Linked DNA regions of Rattus norvegicus: all the other regions are linked to region 1. A link is a contact called in public Hi-C and HiChIP or PLAC-seq data. All regions are on one chromosome and are shown on one strand. The core of a region is the stretch at or near the end of the contact, and the rest is flanking DNA. Distances in the headings are between cores, read along the strand shown.

What was found. Hi-C and Micro-C count contacts between places; a contact is called where the count stands out from the background. HiChIP or PLAC-seq counts read pairs in DNA pulled down with a chosen protein or histone mark.
Region 2: a Hi-C map of the A7r5 cell line shows a contact between it and region 1, with 2.8 times the contacts expected there. The contact joins the promoter of Gnb2 here to the promoter of Spacdr in region 1. A contact is called at or near these places in 1 of 12 Hi-C or Micro-C datasets (the A7r5 cell line) and 1 of 1 datasets of contacts at active chromatin or transcription factors (oligodendrocytes).
Region 3: an H3K27ac HiChIP or PLAC-seq map of oligodendrocytes shows a contact between it and region 1, with 4 times the contacts expected there. The contact joins the promoter of Lrch4 here to the promoter of Spacdr in region 1. A contact is called at or near these places in 1 of 12 Hi-C or Micro-C datasets (kidney) and 1 of 1 datasets of contacts at active chromatin or transcription factors (oligodendrocytes).

The regions. Positions count from the first base shown.
Region 1 is chr12:24,571,743-24,575,231 of GRCr8, forward strand. It overlaps Spacdr (sperm acrosome developmental regulator), which reads right to left and starts at 1,844. Exons shown (of 3, transcript NM_001271236.1): 1 at 1,582-1,844; 2 at 858-1,166. The coding sequence starts at 1,632. It overlaps LOC134481171 (a long non-coding RNA gene), which reads left to right and starts at 2,852. Exons shown (of 2, transcript XR_010056498.1): 1 at 2,852-3,469.
Region 2 is chr12:24,794,245-24,797,733 of GRCr8, forward strand. It overlaps Gnb2 (G protein subunit beta 2), which reads left to right and starts at 1,535. Exons shown (of 9, transcript NM_031037.2): 1 at 1,535-1,673.
Region 3 is chr12:24,703,422-24,706,910 of GRCr8, forward strand. It overlaps Lrch4 (leucine rich repeats and calponin homology domain containing 4), which reads right to left and starts at 1,938. Exons shown (of 18, transcript NM_001127551.1): 1 at 1,686-1,938. The coding sequence starts at 1,905.

The DNA of each region.
Region 1 (3,489 bases), core at 594-3,093:
AAAAGGAAAGAAATCGGGCATTCGGGCATAGTGATGCACACTTTTAGTCCCAGAGCTTGGGAGGTAGAGGTAAGAGGTTCCGTTTGAGGGCAACCTGGTTTCTATAGAGTCCCATGCCAGCCAGAATACATGTTGGGAACCTGTCACAAAAAATAAACAAATGGGTTGGGGATTTAGCTCAGTGGTAGAGCACTTGCCTAGCAAACGCAAAGCCCTGGGTTCGGTACCCCCAGCTCTGAAAAATAGAAAAAAGAAAACAAACAAAACAAAAAATAAACAAACAACCCCCCCCAAAAGAACTAAAATAAATAAACAGAATAAAGACCTTGGGGCGGGAGAGATGGCTTAGCAGGTAAAAACACTGCTATTCTTGCAGAGGACCCAGGACCTGCAATCAGGTGGCCAACGCCCACCTGAAACTCCACGTTCCAGGGTTTCTGACAATCTTTATGGCCTCCTTTGGACAACTGCACATATGTGGTGTACATATAGACAAGCAGAAACACATATATACATAATAACTTTTTTTTTTCCTGAGATAAGGTTTCTCCTTGTAGCCTTGGCTGTCCTGAAACCATTGACGAGGCCCGCCTCAAACTCAAGAGATCCACCTGCCTCTGCCTCCTGATTCTGGGATCAAGGTGTGTGCTACTAACTGCCCAGCTTTTAAATAGCCTTTTTAAAAAAAGAATCAGAAGTAAATTTAGGTAGGAATCGATTGCAGTTATCCTCAGCTACACAGCAAGTTCCAGGCAATTCTACACAAGACCCTGTCTCAAAAACAAAACAAAAAACCGGCGATGGAGCAGGGACAGAGGAGGAATGAGTCTCAGGGTCAGCAATCAAACGGTACGTACCTTCCACCTACACAATCGCCAGCCGGACTGCAGCACCGAGAACATGAACGTAGAAACTGAATTGACTACGGTCATCAGGGAACGGCTGTCACGACTGGAACGGCTCTCTCGATCATGCAAAGGAGATCTTTCCTTGACTGAGCGCAGCACCCCTGGGCACACATCCAGGTCTGAGACCATGTCCTCTTTTTGGGCGTTGGCCAACTTTACAGTGTCAAAGTCCTTGGAAGTCTTCTCCGGTCCCTTCAACAGATGCTTCTCACGCTGATCAGACAGGCCTGGCTTGGCTAGGTGTTTCCAGAACAGGACCTAAGAAATAAGACACGGGGTGGGCTGGGTGGCTCAGTGGTGACTGCTCCTGCCAGGTTGGCCTGACAATCTGAGGTAGGTCCTTGGCTCTGGTGATGAAAGGAGAAAATCAATTCCCAAAAGCTGTCTGTGTTGTGACATGCACATTCCTCTATTCATAATAGGAATAGAAACAAAACTCAGGGGAGAGAGAGGAGACCCTGCAGTAAAGACAATGATGTGACCTTCCTGTCACCCTTCTCAAGTCCCTCCCTACTCATCTTAAAGCCTCCCCTCCTGTCCTATCTTGTTGAGCTACAAGGGGCCAAAAAATAAAAAAATAAAAAGAGGAACAAAGTGGTTAAGGGTCACTACAGCCCACATGAAAAGAACCAGAACTCCCAACTCATGGGCATGTTGTGTCCGTAAAACTCACCCAATTGGGGACCTTTCGCCAAATTTGCCTAATCCATCTCAAGAACCTCATGACCACACAGCTATCTCTCTTGACACAAGTCCAAAGTATAGTACAAAGTGAGCATTTGAGGTGTAGGTGGGAAAGGCTATGGGCCAATGGCCACCACCAGAGAGGACTTGCGGGTACTGAGGAGTTTCAAGCACGGTATCGAAGGAAGAAATAAGAAATCCAAAAGGGGCGTGCCCCCCAATGACTCATGACAGGCCCTTCCTCCCCTCCCTGGGACAGGGAGAGGAGTCAAGTGGATGAGAACTTAGAGTGAGGGAGTGTTCTAGATCATTGTGAGAGCTGTCTGGCCCCAACCCCCCAAGGACCTTCCTAGACCCTCAGAGCCAATCATTGACAGCCTTGTCCCTTCTGGCCCAAGAACCAGGATACTGAAATTCACATTGATCAAGAGCTGGGATACATTTTAGGCATTCTCTGGGGATCTTGCTAGGTGACTTTTACAACGGTACTTCAAGGTAAGTGTTTGGAGAATGAATACAAGATCCGTAAAAACTGGATTTGAAGGGGTTGGAGAGATGGCCCAGCCATTAAGGGCACTTGCTGCTTTTCCAGAGGCCCAGCACCTGCATGGTAGTTTACAACCGTCTATAACTCCTGTTCTAGGGGATCCAGCTCCCTCTTCTGGTCTCCATGGATACTATGCAGCCAGATACATGGTACAGACATGCATGCAGGCAAAACACCCATACACATAAAATAAAAATAAAATAAACTGGGTTTGAACCAGACATATGCCCAGAATCCTAGCACTTGGGCAATGAGGCAGGAGGATCAGAAGTTAAAAGCTAGCCTCGGTGGGTTAGGGAAGATGGCCCCTTCAGTAAGGAACTGACTACCCAAGCATGAGGACTTGCATTTGGGTCCTCAGTACCCTGCCCCCAACCTTCCAAGGGTACATGTCTGCAATTCTAGTGGGGAAGCAGAGACAAAGGGATCCCTGGGGCTTGCTGGCCAGTCAGTCTAGCTTAATCCCTTAACACCAGGTCTACTGAGAGCCTGTCTCAGAGGCTGCCTCGAGGCTCTCAGAGGCAGACGGATCAAGAGTTCAAGACCAGGGGTTGGGGATTTAGCTCAGTGGTAGAGCGCTTGCCTAGCAAGCACAAGGCCCTGGGTTCGGTCCCCAGCTCCGAAAAAAAGAAAAAAGAAAAAAAAAAGAGTTCAAGACCAGCCTGATCTACAGAGAGAGTTCCTGGACAGCCAGGGCTACACAGAGAAACCGTGTCTTCTCCCCCCCCCCCCACCTTTGGAGCTGAGGACCGAACCCAGGACCTTGCACTTGCTAGGCAAGCGCTCTACCACTGAGCTAAATCCCCAACCCCAAAACGGTGTCTTAAAAAAGAAAACAAAACCTGTGGAAAGCGATCGAAGAAGACACCAAATAGTTTCTGGTCTCTCTGTACATGAGTACATACACTCACACACACACCTGTACACAGATACAAATCAAAGTCAGTTGAAGGCCATTGTGGGTGAGATGAGACCATCTAGCTAGACAGCTAAAGACTGATGAGGCAGTGGGTAAGATGTGCTGACTGTACAAGCCTCAGTTGGGAGTCAGACCCTACAGACACAGTAACAAATGCTTACAATTCCAGCGCTTGCTTCTAAAAGGAAATGAGAGGCTAAGTTAAGGACAGCTAGCCGGGCATCCACAGCAAGGACAGGCCTTGTCTCAAAGAAGGTCAAAGATGAAGGCTGACACCTCTGGTCTCCACATGTGGGCAATGACACACAGTGAACACTCACGCAACAAAGAACAGGGGCCAGCACGCAGATGGACACCTGTAGTCCCAGCACATAGGAGGACCAGGCCTTCAAGACTATTCTCTACTATATGGTAAATTTGAAGCCAGGCTG
Region 2 (3,489 bases), core at 285-2,784, 220 kb after region 1:
CTTGTGTGCATGTGTCCGTACCTGGTGCATCAGAAGAAGGCATTTGATTCCCTGGAACTGGAGTTACAGAAGGTTATGAGCCACCATGCCAGGCCTGGCAACAGACCCCTGGTCCTCTCTTTTTTTTTTTTTTTTAAATTTATTTATTATATATAAGTACACTGTAGTTGTCTTCAGACACACCAGAAGAGGGCATCAGATCTCATCACAGATGGTCGTGAGCCACCATGTGGTTGCTGGGATTTGAACTCAGGACCTCTGGAAGAGCAGTCAGTGCTCTTAACCGCTGAGCCATCTCTCCAGCCCACCCTGGTCCTCTCTTAACTGCTGAATCAGCTGCTCCTGCTTTAATATTTGAGACAAGACCTCTCACCTGAACTCCCTAACTGAGTCAGACAGGCTGACCAGCAACCTTTCAGGGACCTTTCCACCCTTGCACACATTGGGGGCATAGGCGAGACCACTGTGCCTGGATTTCTTTTCTTTCACTTGGTTTTCTGGGATCAGACTCAGGTCTTTCTTTTTGCATGGTAAGCACTCTGTTGCCTTAGCCATCTGTCCAACCCCCTCTCCCAACACACTTTTTGAGACATGGAAATCCAGGTACCCCCTTGGTGGGGTGCTCCACAGTGTAGTTTCCTTCAACGGTTGAAGTTATTAAAGTTGAGATCGTATCTCAACTCTTCAGCCTGAGTCTATAGTCAGTATCATGAAGATTAATAAACAAAAATTTTGGCGGGAGATGTGGTTCGGTTGGTAGAGTGTTTGCCTAACATACATGAAGCCCTAGTTCCACCCTGCATATATCAGGCACAGGGGTGTGTACCTGTAATTCCAGCACTCGGTAGGTGCAAGCAGGAAGATTATCAGTTTAGGGTTATCCTGGGCTCATGATACTCTATCACAAACCAAAAACCCTTTAAGTATGCAAATCAATAACTAGGAACTCTTATTGCAGTGGTATGAGGCGTAGTCTAGGGAGCCTAAAACCCTCACAGTGCTGCGCTTGAAGAATCGTCTGGGTGTAATTCCCTCTGAGTTGCATTTTATGGGACTCTAGTGGTCACCAAACTACTCCCTGTCTTTTCCTGCCGCGCTGTCCTGCACTGGTTTAAGACTTCTCAAGCTCCGCCTCCGGGGAAGGGCGTGGCCTCACCAGAGGGGGCGTGTACAAGCCGAGAATTGGGCCTTCTTGCCTCCAGTCTGGAGCCGCCCAATCCGGGGGGTTGAAGGAGGTCGATCACGTGACCGGGAGTTTTTTTTTTCACCCTCCCTTATGCCTATACCACTTCTGCTGTCCCTAGGGAGGATGTCTTGCTCCTTTTCAGGAAGTAAACCATGTATTGTGATCTTTGATGAGTTAGAAAAAGGTAAAATTGTACTTTTACTGTGACTGAGTCAGTTTTTGCCTCTGGAGTGGTATTTTCGCCTCTAGGCTTCCCCCCACAACTTGGGTAGTTGGTCTCGTCCAGCCTGGCCCTGGGCGCGGCGGCGACGGCCGCGTCACTGGCGGGCGGGATCCCTCCGCTCTGGGGAGAGCAGCGCTGGACGGTTGAGTTGGGGTGACTGAGGAAATCCATCCGCGTCGCCGCCGCTGCCGCCTCCGCCGCGGAGGAAGACAGGACCTCCCGCGCTCCTCCAAGCGACCCCTTGGCAGAGTCCCACCACCTCAGGTACCTCCGCTGACAAAAGGAGTCCTCATCTCCCCCAGCCCCAAATCCTCACGGGTGTGTGTGTGGCAGGGGGAAGCCTCGGTTCCTTCCGTCTCCCGGGTTTGGCTCTTGGGAAACGGACGTAACTCCCCAGACCTCCCCTCCCTTCCTCTGGCCCGGTCGTTTCCAAACCCGGAAGGGGAACTGGGGGGGACCCTCGGCTTCAATAATGCATGCGCTCCCTGCAGTATCAGTGGCAATTTTTTTCTAATTTAGACCCCCATCCCAGCCCCGCCTGCCTCTTACTCCCTTAATAGTTGGGGGGCTAAATTCCGGGTTTCTTCTAGGTCCTGTCCCGCCCCCTTTCCCCCACCACCACCCTGCTGCCTGCCCTTGGGTTACAAGCCTCGTGCCCACTCGTTTCACACCCTTGCTTGCATTAGCCTTGCAGAACTCCAGAATCCCAGGAGATACGGCCAAGGCCTCAAGGCCACCCTTGTCTTCGTCTCCACCCTACTGTCCCTTGATTTAGGCTCTGGCAGTGTTTTCTCAGTCCCGAACCCTAAACTGGAGATCTCAGCTCCTTATTCTTTTTATAAATCCCTACCCCAGGTCTGGCACCTAGTCGCCTGTCCCCTTCACCCAGCTTTCTTTTGGGCAAAATGGAGGTCCTACGAACTGGAGGGCCTGGCCCACTGCACTTCGCAGCACGGCACCAGCCTGCGCCGTCCAGCTGCTAGATCTGAGGACCCTCTCTTGTCTCCTCTCACACCTGCGGAGGCGGTGGCACCTTTTTTGTTTGTTTGTGGGGTATGGTTGCTTTATCCCTAGAATCGAGGAGCTGCTGAGGGAACCTTGGAGGGTAATGGGGATCAAGGGCTGGGAGCGTGGTCCCCGACCCAGTGTCTTCTTCCTGGCCTGTTTTCCTTCTGCTTGTGTCATTGGGGCCAGACCTGGGCTGCTGGCAGCTGGAAGAAAGGGGCTTTTGTCCACAGCTGGAGTGGGGTACTAGCTGTGTCGTTGCCCCCCCTCCCACTTCATTTTGGAGGGGCATCCTCTGGCACTGGCGCAGAAAGCTGAACTTATGGAGGGGAAACATCTTCGGGGAAGAGGAACGCCCAGTGGCTGGGGGAAGTGGGAGCTGGGTGGGGGACGTCTGGGTCGCCAGAGTGCAATAATCACGTCCAGATCGCACAGGTGTCCCGGGAAGGCAGGACGTCGGAGGCTGGAGTGGTGCCAGCTAGGCCTCGGGGGCTCTTGGGCGCAGAGCTGGGCTCTAGGGGTGCCTAGGGGCATCGGGCCGAGCCGCCTGGGGCTGCTCGCCGGCGCCTGGGAGAGAGCAGCTACGCGCCCCGGGACCAGGGGCCTCTCTTCGGAGCCCTAATTACTTCTGAGAGGCTCCCACGGGCTTTGTGCGGGCGCGGCGGGGCGGGCGACCTCGCTGCTGAAGGGAGCTGGCGGCTTGGGGGTTTGCCTTCCCCGCTACTCCCGCACTGACCAGAGGCTAATGGGGTGCAGCCGGCCCGGAATGGGGATTATCCCGGGTTGAGCCGTCCCGAACCTATTAGTGCTCAATCGGCTTTTCCCAAATCCTGTAAACAGCCACCCTGGCCGGTTCTGGGTAAGAGGCGGGAGACTAGGTCGGGCGGGGGCGATGGGGGCCGGGGGTGGGGTCACCCACCCTACAGGTCTCTGCCGCGGATGCGGTTGCCTTGGAAACGAGGCTAGGGTGGGGGCACTTCACCAATGAGGTGCTCTCAGTTCGGGTGACGGTTGCCTAGGCAACCCCACGAACAGCCTAGCTTTTCCCCTCATCCCCCCCCCATCACCACCTCTG
Region 3 (3,489 bases), core at 688-3,187, 130 kb after region 1:
CAGCATAAGCACTTAGCTGGGTTGGAGGGTAAACAGAAGACAGGGCGCCAGGTAACTCTGGGCTTCTCTTATACACACACAGCCTCCGAGGCTGGGACCCAGCTTGAAGAGAGAAGACAGGAGGACGCTGGACAGAGTGGAACCCACCTACCTAGAACCTGGGCTCCAACAAGACTGAAGAAGGCAGAGAGAGGTTTTCAGGAGGCTGGGAATTTCCCACCTCAGCACACAAGTGAACCTGCACCCGGGGGAGCCCTAGCTGCACCCAGAGCCGGAATGTTGAAGGAGGAGACTGGGTTGGGGCAGGAGCTGGGAGGGGCTGGGAGGGCTTGGTAGTTTTCCCAAGAGTCCACTCACTGAGACAGAGCCCTGAGGAAGTAAAGAAAAACATTTGGTCTTTGTCAAAAAACAAGCAAGGGGGGAGGGGAAAAGGAACAGACGGCCAGTGTCACACAGCTGCTTAGGTCAATCTGGAGCTTGGGGGTTGGGGGGACCTGGGAGGGGTAAGGATGGCTCCTGGGGGCTCACCCATTCCCAGGATTCATTCGACTGTGTAGGGAAAAAGAATTTTCAAACAGAGGGATTTAAACTTTTTCTCTCGAGAGCTGAAAGGGGAGCCCGGCTGTGTGTGAGTGAGGTAAGCAGGCACCTGCCTAGCAATGGTGCTCTTTGATCCTGGACCAGCAGAGGAGAGGAGTCAGCCCAGACTGGGGTGGGGCTCCGGGAATGCAGCCCTCTGTTGTGATTCCCCGCCCTCAGCTGCCAGCCCAAGTCCATAGGCTGCCTCAGCAGCTGAGGCCTGACTCACCTGTCATAGTACAGTCCCCAGTGCCTAGCCATAACAGACCCAAGGGTAGAGTGTACATGAGTAGAGGGATCTCGAACACACACACACCAGGGTGGAGGGGACATGATTAGTGGGATCCTGAGGGCAGGGACTGGAAGGAGAGTCTCCAGGAGGCCAGCACTCTTAGCTAAGAGATACAATGTCTTTCCTTTCAGCAAGCTGCCTCAAGTACCTCCCCTAAGGGAAAAGAAAAACTTGTAGGGTTCCTATGAGGTCACAAACTCCATAGTGACCTCATAGAGCCAGGATAAAGGGGTCCGGGATAATAGATAAAAAGTTAAGGGCGGGAGATTCACTTCTTTCACAAAGACAGGCTGGGGTGGACAGAAGAGAGGGGCTGGAACTTGGGGAGACTGCGGGAAAGCAAGCAGAAACTTCGGGTTGTTAGGGGCGACCCTTAGGGAAGGGATAACCGGGGCTTATTGGGGTCGAAGCGGACGGGTGAGGACGGAGTTGGAAACGACTAAAAGGGCGAAAGAATGCAGCAATTAATGATATTATACACCGAGGCTTGCTTTAAGAGCTGATTAGATCTAAGGTTGAAGAAGCCAACAAGGTGAGGGGCGGGACCATGCTACAGGTGCGCAATATGCAAATAAAGGAAGAGTTTCACAGAGCTCTGCCAAAAGTGTTCTGTGCACTCTTGAAGAGAACTCATTGTCCAGCGGTTCTTACAGAGGGGAGGGGAGGTCGCGGGCTCAATGCCAATCCCAAGGGGCGAGCATTCAAGACTGCCAGGTGAAGGGGTGGGTCTGATTCGAACGCGAGGCGGGGCTATGCAAATGAGGGTCGCGGTCCACTGTGGGTCCCCTGCTCTCTGGGCACTAGCGCAACTCACCAGCCTGGGTGATGTCTGACAGGTCGTAACTGCGGGCCGCGCCCCGGGGGAAGTGCTTCAAACGCCGGTTGGACAAGTTCAGGGTCCCGGTGGCCACAGCTTCCTCTAGGGCTCGTTCTGCGCTACGGCTCCCGGGCAGACCAGGAGACCCTGGCACGGAGACTGAAGCTGCAGCTTCCTCACCCCCGGCGGCGAGTGGGCCCGCTACCGCCGCCGCCATCCGCTCCCGGCGGCTCCCCTTGCCTGACTGACGGCACCGGCCGGCCCTTCTCGCCCTTCCCCCTCCTCGGAGCCGCCGTAGTCGCCACTGGAGGGAGGAAGCGAGGGTCAGGAACCCCTCGGACCAATCACGAACCACAGATGCGTTAGACGTGTCCAATCAGAAAACGGTAAAGGGGTGGAGCCTCTCAATTCTAGACTACACTGAGGTACGGGAGGGGGTAAAAGCGGAGCACCCCGCCAACGGCCGCGGTTCCTGGTCGGCCCGCCCCGCGCAGTGACATCCAATCACAACTCTTGAGTCTAGAGATGGAGCCAATGAGACCCACCCAGGAGGCGGGGACTACAGCTCTCAACTTTAGGGCATTTGAGACCCAGAGACCACAAACCTGCGGGTCAGTCCCTCTTTCAACCAAGACCAATTGCAATGTAGATACAGGCGAGTGACTGTGAAGAAAACCAATTAGAACCTTGGAAAGGAACCTGTCCCGGCCTCTTCTCTGAGGGAAAGTTCTGCCTACCAATAGCATGGACTAGGAGATGCCCCTTTTGCTAGACAGAAGGAGGGTGAGCTAGAATTTTTGAGACCCAGGTAAAGACAGTAAACGCAGCGCGCTGGGCGGGCTGACAGTGCAGGGTTAGAACTGGGTGCTAGCTGAAGGAGCAAACCAGCGTCCGGGAAGTGAGAAAGGGCGAGGGATGCCCCAGTGAGCACTCAGGCTGTTGTCTCAACAGAAGGGACCATTTCCGCCTGCGCAGTCTTGAGTTCCTACGGGAACGCCTGGGTTGACCAGTGAGAAAGTCGTCAGACCTGCCATCTTCACCCAAGTTCCCCTGGAGAAGACTTGTGACAGTCGGCCAAGTTTTAGAGACTAGGAAGGATCTCATGGCCTCTAGAACAAGATCTTTGGGGGTTTTTGTTTGTTGGTTGGTTGGTTGGTTTTCCGAGACAGGATTTTTCTGTGTAGCCCAGGCCTCTGTAAACCAGGCTGGCCTCGAACCCAGTGTTCTCCGCCTGCCTCTCCTTCCCGAATGCTAGGACTAAAGGCGTGCATCATCACCGCCCAGCTAAGACCTTCGTTTTTTATAAATGATGAAAGGGAGGCTGGATAAATCTCAGGTTTCCACGTAGAACTTTTCCCCCAACTTTCAGAACAGACTTTGTCTATTGGAAACCTCTTATTTAAAGCCGGATGTGGTGGCATGAGCCTGTCGTGACAGTTCTTAAAAAGAGGAGGCAGAAGGATCAGGACTTCGAGGTCAATTCTAGGCAAGCCTGAACTACATAGCTACATAAATATTTTTTTTAAAAAAGTACAAGAAAGTCCCAGATGTGAGAGATATTAGTAAAAGAATACTTTTTTTTTTTTTTGGTTCTTTTTTTCGGAGCTGGGGACCGAACCCAGGGCCTTGCGCTTCCTAGGCAAGCGCTCTACCGCTGAGCTAAATCCCCAACCCCAGTAAAAGAATACTTTTTTAAAAAAGATTTATTTACTTTAAAAAGAATGTTAACTTTAATGAACCTTCTGTGTGGCTTCGAGTCACTAGGAAACATGCTCTCCAGCACCCTTAATCGCCTTGGCTC